Regions from separate parts of the Mus musculus genome. Here regions 1 and 3 are each linked to region 2. The links are chromatin contacts, called in public Hi-C maps. All regions are on one chromosome and are shown on one strand. Each heading gives the region's core, a stretch centred on a gene start, on an enhancer-like site or on the middle of the called end of the contact. The rest is flanking DNA. Distances are from core to core; before and after follow the strand shown. Region 1 has its middle 86 kb from the start of Gm30313. Region 2 has its middle 230 kb from the start of Gm39312. Region 3 overlaps B3gat1 (beta-1,3-glucuronyltransferase 1 (glucuronosyltransferase P)).

What was found. Hi-C and Micro-C count contacts between places; a contact is called where the count stands out from the background.
Region 1: a contact with region 2 is called in a Hi-C map of cortical neurons, with 2.1 times the contacts expected there. The contact joins two enhancer-like sites. A contact is called at or near these places in 7 of 484 Hi-C or Micro-C datasets (cerebral cortex, cortical neurons, forebrain and 1 more).
Region 3: a contact with region 2 is called in a Hi-C map of cortical neurons, with 1.7 times the contacts expected there. The contact joins two enhancer-like sites. A contact is called at or near these places in 7 of 484 Hi-C or Micro-C datasets (cerebral cortex, cortical neurons, uterus and 1 more) and 1 of 9 other capture datasets (embryonic stem cells).

What each region holds. Positions count from the first base shown.
Region 1 is chr9:26,634,055-26,637,838 of GRCm38.p6, reverse strand. No RefSeq gene overlaps it. Among named protein-coding and RNA genes, the nearest start is that of Gm30313, 86 kb to the right of the region's middle. Within about 2 kb of position 2,413, at least 6 of the 459 cell types and tissues checked have an H3K27ac peak or open chromatin away from gene starts, as enhancers often do. A contact at or near this core is called in cortical neurons and ventral hippocampal neurons, where this site is marked.
Region 2 is chr9:26,263,632-26,267,498 of GRCm38.p6, reverse strand. No RefSeq gene overlaps it. Among named protein-coding and RNA genes, the nearest start is that of Gm39312, 230 kb to the right of the region's middle. Within about 2 kb of position 2,483, at least 9 of the 459 cell types and tissues checked have an H3K27ac peak or open chromatin away from gene starts, as enhancers often do. A contact at or near this core is called in cortical neurons and ventral hippocampal neurons, where this site is marked.
Region 3 is chr9:26,758,929-26,762,433 of GRCm38.p6, reverse strand. B3gat1 (beta-1,3-glucuronyltransferase 1 (glucuronosyltransferase P)) reads right to left here. Exons shown (of 7, transcript NM_001310766.1): 7 at 1,084-3,285. Among named protein-coding and RNA genes, the nearest start is that of B3gat1, 27 kb to the right of the region's middle. Within about 2 kb of position 2,098, at least 13 of the 459 cell types and tissues checked have an H3K27ac peak or open chromatin away from gene starts, as enhancers often do. A contact at or near this core is called in cortical neurons, where this site is marked.

The sequences.
Region 1 (3,784 bases), core at 1,164-3,663, 370 kb before region 2:
CCAGCTGAAATGACCACATTTTCCAGCTCTCTGGAAGACTATACTTTTGCTATGCTAGTGACACTTGGTAATTGGATTTCCAAGAAATCTCCTTCAAAGAGGGGGTGGAGGGTAGGGGCGGCAAGTGACTGGCACAGGGCCACTTTGCCTTTTACTGTCTTCCTTACTGGAATAGGGACATCAGGGGTATAGCTCAGCTATCATGTTGCATATTTTGGATGGGGTGACCCAGAGGATGGGAGCCAGCCCTAAGAAGGGCAGAGGAGAAAGACAGAAACCACTTAGAACCACTTGGTTCTAGTGTGCTGCCAGCTACCTCAGCCTGCTGTTAGTCAGAGATGCTGGTGGAAAAGCCCGGGCATGTAAGCTTCACCACAGGGCTCATTTCCTAATTACTACAGATGTAAGCCTTAATGTGAAGTTGTAGGTTGTCTCTTGTTGACCTGCTTGATCTCAAATGGATTAACAAAATGGCATGTTTTGAGATTCGATTTGAAAAATTACCTAAGATTCACATGGAAAAAATAAACAAGCATCGATAGCTCAGGAAATCTGAAAACAGATGTGTGGTGGCAGGTGGTGAGGACTGCACTTAGAGTTTAAGGCTGGAAGAAATAGCAGGTGTGGTGTGGGTGACTGGATAGGAAGTCTGATCAATGGCACAGGATGTAAAGTCTCAAAATAGCACCAGATGTATGGGAGAAATTTAGAGCGACATGAAGGAACTCTCTCCACTACCCTTAAATTAGTGAGAAAAGGATGGTTTATTGAGTAAGTGGTGTTGGCATAATAATGCAACTGGCTGAGGAAATTGCTGTTGAAGCTACAACTAGGATATTAATAGACGTCTCAATACACTTTCCAAGTGGATCAACATTTTGAAGGTTAAAATATGAAACCATGTAATTATAAGAAAAATTAAAACATGCATAATTATTTGCAGTCTCCGGATGGGCAGGACTTTCTAAGGATGACATTCAACAAACAAATAAAAGCTAGAAATCATTAATCGTGGCAATTTTAATTATGTAAGAACCGGCAAAAATCCTGCAAAGTAAATCGTACCATAAACAAATCCAAACAACAAAATCGGAGAAGATATTTGGAATTCTGATGGCTGATGAAGGTCAAAGTTTCCCCAGTCTCCCCAAAGAGCCTCATAAATAAAAGAAACACTGAAAGGAAAATAGCCAAGGAAACAAAGAGATAATTCTCAAGAAATGAAGCAGGAACCGCTCTGAAATATGAACAGATGTCAGCCTTTACTGTCAGAAATTAAGGCTCTCTCTTCTTAATATTTTTTGAGTCAGGTCTCCTTATGTAGTCTGGGCTGTCCTGGAACTCCCTATGTAGACAGGCTGGCCCCTAATGCACAGAGATCCTCCTGTTTCTGCCTCCTGAGTGCTGGGATTAAAGGCATGCACCATGCACAGCCTCTTAGTATTTTAACACTGCCTACCCCTCCCTACAAAACTGTCAACAATCTAAATAGGATGCACGTTTCTCTTGGGTTGGTTATGAAGATTCCTCTTGCCCACCTCTCCATTTGTTCACAACCCCAGTATCATGCCCTTTGTTGGGTGTGTTGTATCAGACATATTGGCCATGTTGATGGATCAATTGTTGGCCTCTAATCATTTATGAGTTTGTCATATCTCCTGGCTTCATTGTGTGCTCTTTGCAGCCAGCGGCTTGGATGAGGCATTATCAGGGTATATGTTGGCTCTCTGCAGTAGCTTCTGAGCTAGTTAATGGGTAAGCAGTGGGACCAGCTCAACTGAGTCAAATCCTAGGGACTGGAGCCTGAAGTTCAGTTTCAGCAAGGAGAGACACTCATCTTGATCAGTCTACCTCTTCACTCATCACCTGTTTCACTCATCACTTCCTGTCTGACAATCCACATCGCTGCTTAAACTTCTGAGTGGAAAATTTCTCACCTCTTCAGAGTATAATTGTGATTTTTTTTTTACTGAGTCAATAGTTACATTCTTTAATCTTTTATCAGTTGGCTGCTTTGTGGTCTGGAAACTAGCAGAAAACTGTGAGTCCTGCTTATACAGTCTTCACACACCCAGTGAGAAATCCATGGAACATGACAACAAGGCATGACTATCATTTCCACCTGCTGTCTATTGTGACTCCATCCTACCTGGATGTCACTTTTTCATTATTTACTAGTGGGGTCATATCAAGCACCTTTTTCATTCTTTCCTTCAGAAGTAGCCAGCTTCTGGAGAAGCAATGTTTTCTAGTAGCCAGAAGGACTGGTTCTCTGGAGCTGGTGAGCCACTGTAGGGAAGTTTTTGGCTTGCTTTCCCATCTGGGTGATGAATGAATATGTATCTCATTCTTCAAGTCTCCTAAAGAGACAGGCAGACACACATTGTCAAGAAAGCAGCTTGTGGAGAATGAAGCAAGCTGAAGAGCTTGCACCAAGCATATGGTGCCTCCTCCATTCCTTCTGGCATCAGGCTCTTTGGGTGGCTGGAAGGAGATTGGCACTTAGTTTTGTCATCTGCAGCTCACCCACCTCTGTCTTAAAATGGTCACAGTGCCCACAGGTTGAGAAACAAGCCCAGAGTCTTAAGGGCATTCCTAAGGATCATGGACAGATCTTCCCTGACCTTCCCTTTTCATCGTGGCTCTTCTCACTTGAGCCTGGGAAAATAGGCAGGAAGCATGTACTTCTGCCAGGATTTGTTGTCTTTTCCCTACATACCCTAACTGTTCCTCTTAGCTGTTAGCCAATGCCCTTGCTGAGTTCCTTTACACCATCACTCCCTGTTCTCCAGAAAGACGATGTTAGCCCAGAACTGTCTGGATACATATTCCTGTTGCAAAACAATTCAAAGGCAAAAAGAAGACATCTGTGGCAGGTGCTCTGAGAAGCACCCTTACCTCTGAGAGTGTTCAAAGGGCCTAGGAGACAGACCCACAGAGACCCAGAGGGCTCCTAGAGATCTGTTCTATGGCATCCTACTTTGGCCCATCTGAAGGCAATGACTAACAGAGAACTACAACTTGTGGTTTTGGATTCTTCTCAAATTCGAATTAGACTGTGCAATCTTGAAAAAAAAGTCATCAGTCCCGAGAGCTCATGGGAAAGCAGGAGATTACCTAATTTTGTTTTTTAGTCACTAACAGAAAACTATAGGCAGGGTGAATTACAAAGGAGTTTATTTCTCACAATATTGGGTGCTCAAAATCTAAGATGAAGATGTCAACATCTCTTAAGGGCTTTTTTTTTTTGCTCCTTTATAACATGGTGGAGGACATTGCATGCTGAGACCAAGAAAGTATGATAGCACAAGTCAACCTTCCTTTTCTGATAAACCCATTAATATTATGATTAATATGAAGATAAGACCATCCTGTGTGTCATATCATAACATGGTGGAGGGCAACACATGGTGAAACAGGGAAAGCATGATAGCACAAATCACCCTTCCTTTTCAGATAAATCCATTTAACGTTCATGGCAGTGTTATTGTTATATTTTCATCTAGCCCTAATTGCACCCAAAGGGCACAGCTCCAGCTTCCATGAACATATTAATTTGACGACTATGTTTTCATGACATGGACCTCAGAAATGGGAACATTCAAGCCCCGAAGGTTGTAGCATTTAACTGCAGAAACAACAGAATGCTTTGCATGTCTCATGAGCATGCTGGACCATTAGGTGGTCAGAGATTGGAGTGGGTGAAATCATCATCTTAGAAATCTATGATGTCAAAACTCACAGCAAGTGTGGCACTAGTCATGGATTTGAGTTTACACCTGAT
Region 2 (3,867 bases), core at 1,234-3,733:
GAGAGAAACATTTATGACCACATAAAAAAACCTGTACAAAAATGTTTATAACAGCTTTACTCAAAAGTGCCCAATCTTGGAAGCAACAGATTTTCTTGGCTCATGAACAGAACAGTAAACTGTGGTATATACGGGTAATTGGTAATTGCTATTATTCATGAAAAAACAGAAATGAGTTAGCAAGGCATGCACTGTGCACATTATTAAATCAAAGAAGGCAATGTGAGAACTTGTATGTTGTGCTATTCTACTGTATGACATTGTAGGAAATTAAAGCTGTGGAGACAAAAAAAAAAAAAGCTGAGTAGTTGCCATGGGTTATAGTGGGTGGTGATGACTAGGGGTAGCACAAAGTGGTTCATATCATCATACATTTGTTCAAATCTATAGACTATAAAACACTGAGAATGAATCCCAGTGTAAACCATGGACTCTGGATAATAATGGTATGTTAATGTAGGTTAATCAGTTGTGGGAAATGTACCACTCTGGTGGAATGTGTGATAACAGAGTAAGCTCTGCTGTGCTAGGGCAGAGATGAAGCAAAATTCTCTACTTTCTGCTCAATTTGGCTCTGAATTTAAAACTTTTCTAAATAACAGTGTTTGTTAATAAGAACTGTGATAAATAGGTCCATTAAAGTTATGAGATGCAGATAAATATAAAATTATATTTCTCCATAATTAAAAAGAAACCCAAGAGTAAATCTGATTTAATTCATACAATCAAAAGAGTAAAATAATATAAATAAATTACAAGTAAATTCAACAATAGTGTAAAAGTTGTACTCTGAAAATGTCAAAACATTGTTGAAAGACGTTTAAAGAGACATAACATACATCAGCAATTAATGTGAAAATGATCATGGGTTTGAGAAAGAAGAAGGTGAATATATGGAAGAGGTTAGAGAGAGAAAAGGCAAGGAGAAAAATGATGTCCTTTGGTTTTAACTAAAGTTTCTAAATAGGCCTAAGCAACAAGGGAAGATTATATGACTACCGCTGGTCATCCAGCAAGAGGTGGAACAGGAGTCCTACCTGGGCTCAGCAGTCATGCTCTCGGTTTAAGAGAAGCCCTATTCCACTAAGAGCAGGGAGGCAACCTCACCAATGAGAAGGGAAAATTGAACTTCCATAGGTTACCAGAAACCAAATTAATTTTCTTAAGCATGATTTTTCATTTGTAGAAACTTGTTTCCTCTGCTTGGAGATACCAAACACTGTGACAGTTAAGAATCAACTGATCTTTGCTTTGTTTTAAAAACATTGAAGAAACAGTTTTATTAATATACAATTCACAGACTCCTGATATGGTTGATCTTGATTCTCAATTGTTGAGACTTGGATTTACCATGCAAAGGCAGACTCCCTTGGATGTGTCTTTGAGAATGTTTCCAGAAAGGCTTTGCTACGTATGGAAGGCCCAGTATGTTGGCAAAGCCATTCCATGTGATGGTCTCTAAAATGGAATAACAAAGAAAAACACCAACATATAATACATCATATGTGCTTCAATTCAATTTTGAGGAACTACCATACTTACCATGCTGCTTTCCCTCATGGATATACATTACCACCCAACCCCCACAAAAGATTCCCTTTTATCTATGCCTCTGCCAACTCTTATTATCTCTTGATTCATCAGTAGATACATAATATGTAATGAAGGTAATGTATACAATGGGATATATTGTCATGAAAAGGAGATCACAGCGTGTGCAACTCAAAGATGACCCTGAAAGATGTGTTACCACGAAAAATAAGTCAGACACAGAAAGACAAATGTGGTATGACTTATAGACTCAATGTCCAGAATGGTGGCTACCAGAGTCTAGATGTTAGGACAACAGTACAATGTCAGCCAGAGGGAGCTAGCTTTCAGTTAGTGATGAGCAAGTTCTGGCAAAACTGAAGCTGAGTGGGATTGGTGACATATTTGTTCATTGATTCATTTGTGATAATCATTATGTACTGTGTATGCATGTCCAATTATTGCCACATTCTACTCTGTGAATATATTCTATGATAATTTGACATTAAATATTTCTAAGTTCTTCAAAAGTTGGAACTAAAGCAAGTCTTCCAGATGGTGTGCTCTCTTTGGAGGCTGTGTATTATTTTCTGTAAATCATCGCTACCTTGAAATACATGCTTTCCAATCAAGGTTAAACTAAGATAATTTGAGTCATTTGTTCGAAAGAGCTTTTTTTAAAATGTTCTATATTTTATGGGTGAAAGGAGACTCTGTCTTAACCCCAAAGCTTGTTTCAAGGAGTCTCTGTGGTTTATCTAAGTTTAGGCTGAGGTAATGGGTGGAACAGAGGAATAGTAAGGCTACAATCTTCCATTAGTGGGAACCCTCACAAAACAGTAAGCCAGATTTGTGAGAGATGAAACAGATGGTGGAGAGAGGACAGCGTGGGAGCAATCCCAAAAGAAAACCACCCTTATTAACAAGCAGACAGCAAGCATTCAAAGACATTTCCTAAAACAGTGAAAACCATGGCAGGAAAGCCCTTCTCCCTCAGCTATAGGAAGCCTGAGAGAACTCAGCCAGAGGATCTGAGTACCTTTCATCCAGTGACTGATGCCACTAGAGCATTGCAGGAGAGTCTTATCACACCCACAATGGGACCAGACTCTGGTTAGGAACAACCTATGCTCACCATTTGGTTATAAGAATTAAAAATGAAGACATTCCAACACCAACACATAGGTGTTGGATGCAATGTCTTGACTGCCCCTGTTTCATATTCCATAGTATAAACAGAACAAGCACATAGATGCCTGGTGTCTGCATAGAATCACACACTATTCTATACTGTCCTGTCTAACGCTCCAAGCACATGGAGGGAGACAGCATTCCTCATGCTTCTTGAAGTGTGGAGAAAGAGATAGTGGAGCAAGAACAGAAATTATCTTGAACTTCTGGATCTTCAAACTCTTGGGCTTCAAATAAGCTCAGCAAAACCCTACATAAGCAACAAAGGGCAACAATTTCTAGAGGAGCCTCAGTATTTTTCTTCTCTCTCCCTATCGCCTCCCACTCCCCTCTAATCGCCTCCTAATGTGTCTTGAGCTCACCCTGTTCCACATTTCCTTCTTGCACAGTGGCCTATCAGGAGGCTGTGGGAGAAAATCAGAATGATGCCCATGCCCAACGTGTTATGAAATGGGAAGGGTAATAGAACCCTTACATGGTGAAGTTGAAGAATCCCCCACTGAATATGGCAATGAGAACAAGGGAAGACAAGTCTCAGGGAGGTAACTTCTCACTAGAAGAACACTTCAGAATGCCTTTACGGTGGTGCTTTAGTTTCCTTTCTCACTGTGATTAACACTCTGACAAAGACATTTGAGGAGTTAATAAGTTTATTTCAGCATACATGTTACATCTCATCATTTGGAGAAGTCAGGGTAAAACCTCAAGCAGAAACTTGAAAAAGGAAAAAACAAAAAGTCCATAAAGAAATGCTGTCTCTGCCTACTTGGCAGACTACAGGCTCTTGCATATATATATATATAAATTTAAACACAATTCCCTCACTCTACCTCTTACCTTTACTCCCTCTAACCTTTCACATGTCATCTCTTTCAAACCTCTCCCATGTCACCTCCATCACTGCCTCTTAAATTAGCATGTTTTTCTTTGATTGTAATTGTTAGACACGCATGTACATATACATGTATAAGTATATACATGCAACTTGCCGAAGCAGTTTAATATGGTTTGTGTGTACTGGTCAGGGCTGACCACTTTGTATTGGATAACAAATTATGGAGCTCAGAAGGTCAGTTATTTGATTTAAATGTCATTAATTCACAGTTGTTATTGATACATTCAGGTGTAAAAAAATCACTGGACTAA
Region 3 (3,505 bases), core at 849-3,348, 500 kb before region 2:
CTTGCAGAGCCTGTGAACCACATACCTGATCTCAGCCCCTCCAGAGTTCCTCTCACCAACATCCAATTACTCTGAGACTCTGCTCACTCACTCTCCCTTCCTTTTGTCTACTCACTGTGTGGGACCACTCCTGTGGGACACCAGCACCCTCCAGTGTCTGTTCCCAATCTTTGAGGCAGGCACACAGACAGCTGTCCCTCACTATCTATGGCATATGTGTATGACAAGGTCAGAAACACAACTTCACTCTCCCTTATGTGACCTCTCCTGCACACCGTCCAGGGCAAACAAACAGAAATTCCATTGTGTGTCCCAGGTGATTTGGGCTCTTGTCTCTTCATTCCACACACAACCCCCTTCTTAAGCTGGGAAGACAGATGCTCCTCTCTGCCCTCCTCCAACCCACCATCATCTTGTAGGTGGTATATTGCAGGGGCTGCCTCCCCAGCCCCCTAACTTGGACCACTTGTCCTCAGCTCTATAAACAAAGTGGTTTTTCTTGAAGGTCAGTCCGTTCCATCAGTGGATTCTGGTTTCACTTAGTGTAGAAACCAAAAACTTTACCCTAGTTTTGGAGGCCAAATGGTCCCAGGCTTTCTTATTCCCATGTCACCCCACTCCCACCCCTCCCTGGCCTGATCAGTTGCAGTCACATTGCTTTTTTTTTTTTTTTTTTTTGCTGAACTATATGTATGGGGGAAACTCTGCAGTTGGGGACACTTCACTTTTATCTGGATTGTCTGCCTCAGCTGCACATTGGCATGTTGCTGTTTGGTTCCCATTCCCGTATGAAGAAGGACTTTCTCTCTATGCTTCATGGAACCCCAGCCCCCCCACCCCATTGCTCCCTCCCACCTTTCCCAGCAGCTCTACTGTTCCCCCGACAGTAGCTCTGCTGTTCTCCCGACAGCAGCTCACATCTGAGATGCTGCATTGTTATCACGGTCTCCTGTATTTGGTGGGTAAGCCCCATGAAGACCTCTACGTGCTGGGTCCCTGAAGAATGCCTGTTCATAGCAGGCATCTGGTAAATATTTGTTGGACAGTTCAATTAATAAACAAGACTAAAATAAGACAGGGGCTGAAGAGGATTACAACTGTTAAAAACCATATTTGACTTTTAATTTTGAAAACAAATTAAATACAGTTAAATAAAAACAGACCAGATGGCGCAGCAGCTTGGGCCCCACCCTCACACCAGCCTTTGCCCATGGTGCTCCTGAACCCCTGGCTTAACTCTTCTGTGGTGGGGCTTTCCATCGAGGGAGCGGGGTTGCAGCCTGGGTTTGGAGGGAAAGTTGTCATCATGGACCCAGTTCTGATTTGCAACAAACTCATTCCCAACAGAGATGAAGGCCGCAGTCCACCAGGGTTATAATTTTAAATAAATACACATGCAGTGAAGGGAGGACATTACATGAAAACAACTGAAGTAGCATCTGCCAAAACGTGAAAAGTAAAAATCCCCATTTTTGTTTTGTTTTGTTTTGTTTTTTTTCAGTTTCCTAAAAAGAGCACTGAGTTTGGCTAAGAAGGCAGCCTTAGCAGCCCGTTTGACCTTGGCATTCACTGACAGTTTCTATGAATGAGCAGTAGGGTGCCCAGACATAAATTCACCCATCGGATAAATTCCCGGTGCCTCTCATTTGATGCCAAGGAGTAAATTTCCAAAACAATATCCAAAGTATAAATGGCTAGGGGGAGATGTCCTACAGGGGGCTGTGGGGTCTGATCCCATCAGGTGGTGTCCTGAAGACTGTGAGAAGTTAAATTCATTTCAACATAGGCAGCTGATGCTATTCTCTGAAAGTTAGATGTGTGGACTGAGTCTCATCCACCCGAGAGTGGATTCGGAATGACTCCCGGGCCTGTCCTATGAGTTTTAATGGAGCGCGGGGGGAGGGGGAACTGGGGGAAGGTGCGGGGTGGGGGGAGCTGTTAGCAGTTAAAAAATAAACGCCTCTTCAGTGGGCTTGCGCCCTTTCCTTTCCCCCACTTGGGAGGAAAATTGTGCTTCCAACTTGTAGGAGCTGGAGTGAGATTACCACCAGAGGGCCCCATGTAGCCAGGACCAGGGGCCTCTCAGATGCTGAACACCCAGGCAGATGGTTCTTTTGGGCGGCTGGGTAGGTGCAACAGCGTGAGCATACTGTTCTGTCCGGGGTGGAGAAGGGGCAGTGGGCACGAGGCGGGTTGGCTTTGCAAGCTTTCCCATTTTGTGTGAGACAGAGTGATTTCTAAAGCAGTATGTGCTCAGGTCGCCCTTCCTCTCAGTGTGTAGACATTTCCTGCTCTTGACCTTGAGCCCATTCTAATGCAGCCCTCACAGAATCGGCTCAGGAAAGGACTGGGATTGCTGGGTCTCACATTTTTTCAGGAAGAGCTCTGCCTCTTTATTATTGTTATCTGCGCCCCGAGATCTGTGATTCTTAGGGGTTTCAGGAAGAGGGCAATTGTCTCCTCAGTCCAAACCCAGCAAGGGGCATTGCAGCCCAGGGGTACTGGAGAGGCAGTGGGGACACTGGGGTGACTTGGTTCTTAATCCAGGTCGATCTATGACCTGTGCTGGCTCTAAGCCCACCACCTTGCCGATTCTGGCGCAGGAGGCTTGAGGGACATGGGAAAGGGCTTTGTTCTCCTACAGCCTGAGGTACAGGGGGAGCTGTAGGAAGGCCCAGGCTCCCCCAATGCAGGGTAGGGTGCCAGGTGGGATCCAAGACAGCCTTATGTCCTGTAAACATGAACCAGAGGAGAGCCAGAGGTATTTCTGATTTGGGAGCAGCTCTGAGGAAGAGCAGGTGTGAAAGAGGAGTGTTGGGGCATCTTCATGCCCCAGGCTGCTCTCTGGTCTTCAGAATGTCCTGGCTGGGCACATGCTGTATAGTCATGCTAGGCCCAAGAGCAGGGAGCCATGGAGAGCCATGCTGCACTCCACAGTAGGGTTTTCTGACCTCCCTCACCCCAGTATCACTCCAAGGCAGGGTCCCCTGCTCACACAGCCCCATCAATGTAGGAAGCTTCCAAGGAGATGTGCCGAGCACAGGCTTGGCTGGCAACCGGAATCCCCAGCTCTCTGGTCTTTTAAGCCCCTGGCCATGTTGCTGTAGAGGACCACAGGTCTGGGATTCTGTGCTTAAATTCTCTGTCTTTTATCCTGACATCAAGCTGGGCTCTCTTGGAAGCCCTCGGAATACATAAGAGTTGTTCCTCTGGAGTCTGCCTCAGAGTGACTATCAGCCATGGGAGAGGATGGCAGGCCAAGATCAGGGTCTGAGAAGGAGGTTCCTGTGTGGGGAAAGTAGGAACAACAGGGGTGTCAGCTTGGGGCAAGGTGGAGCTGGAGCTGCAAGTAGAACAGAATGCTTGATTCCAAGCCCCTAGTGGACGCCATGGTGCCTCCCGGGTTCCCCTTGGAGACATTTTTGAAAAGCAAGTGGTAGCAGTTCTTCTAGTAACATATAAGGGCAAAAGATGGGATGAAGCTTTGGACCAAGGCATTCTAAGA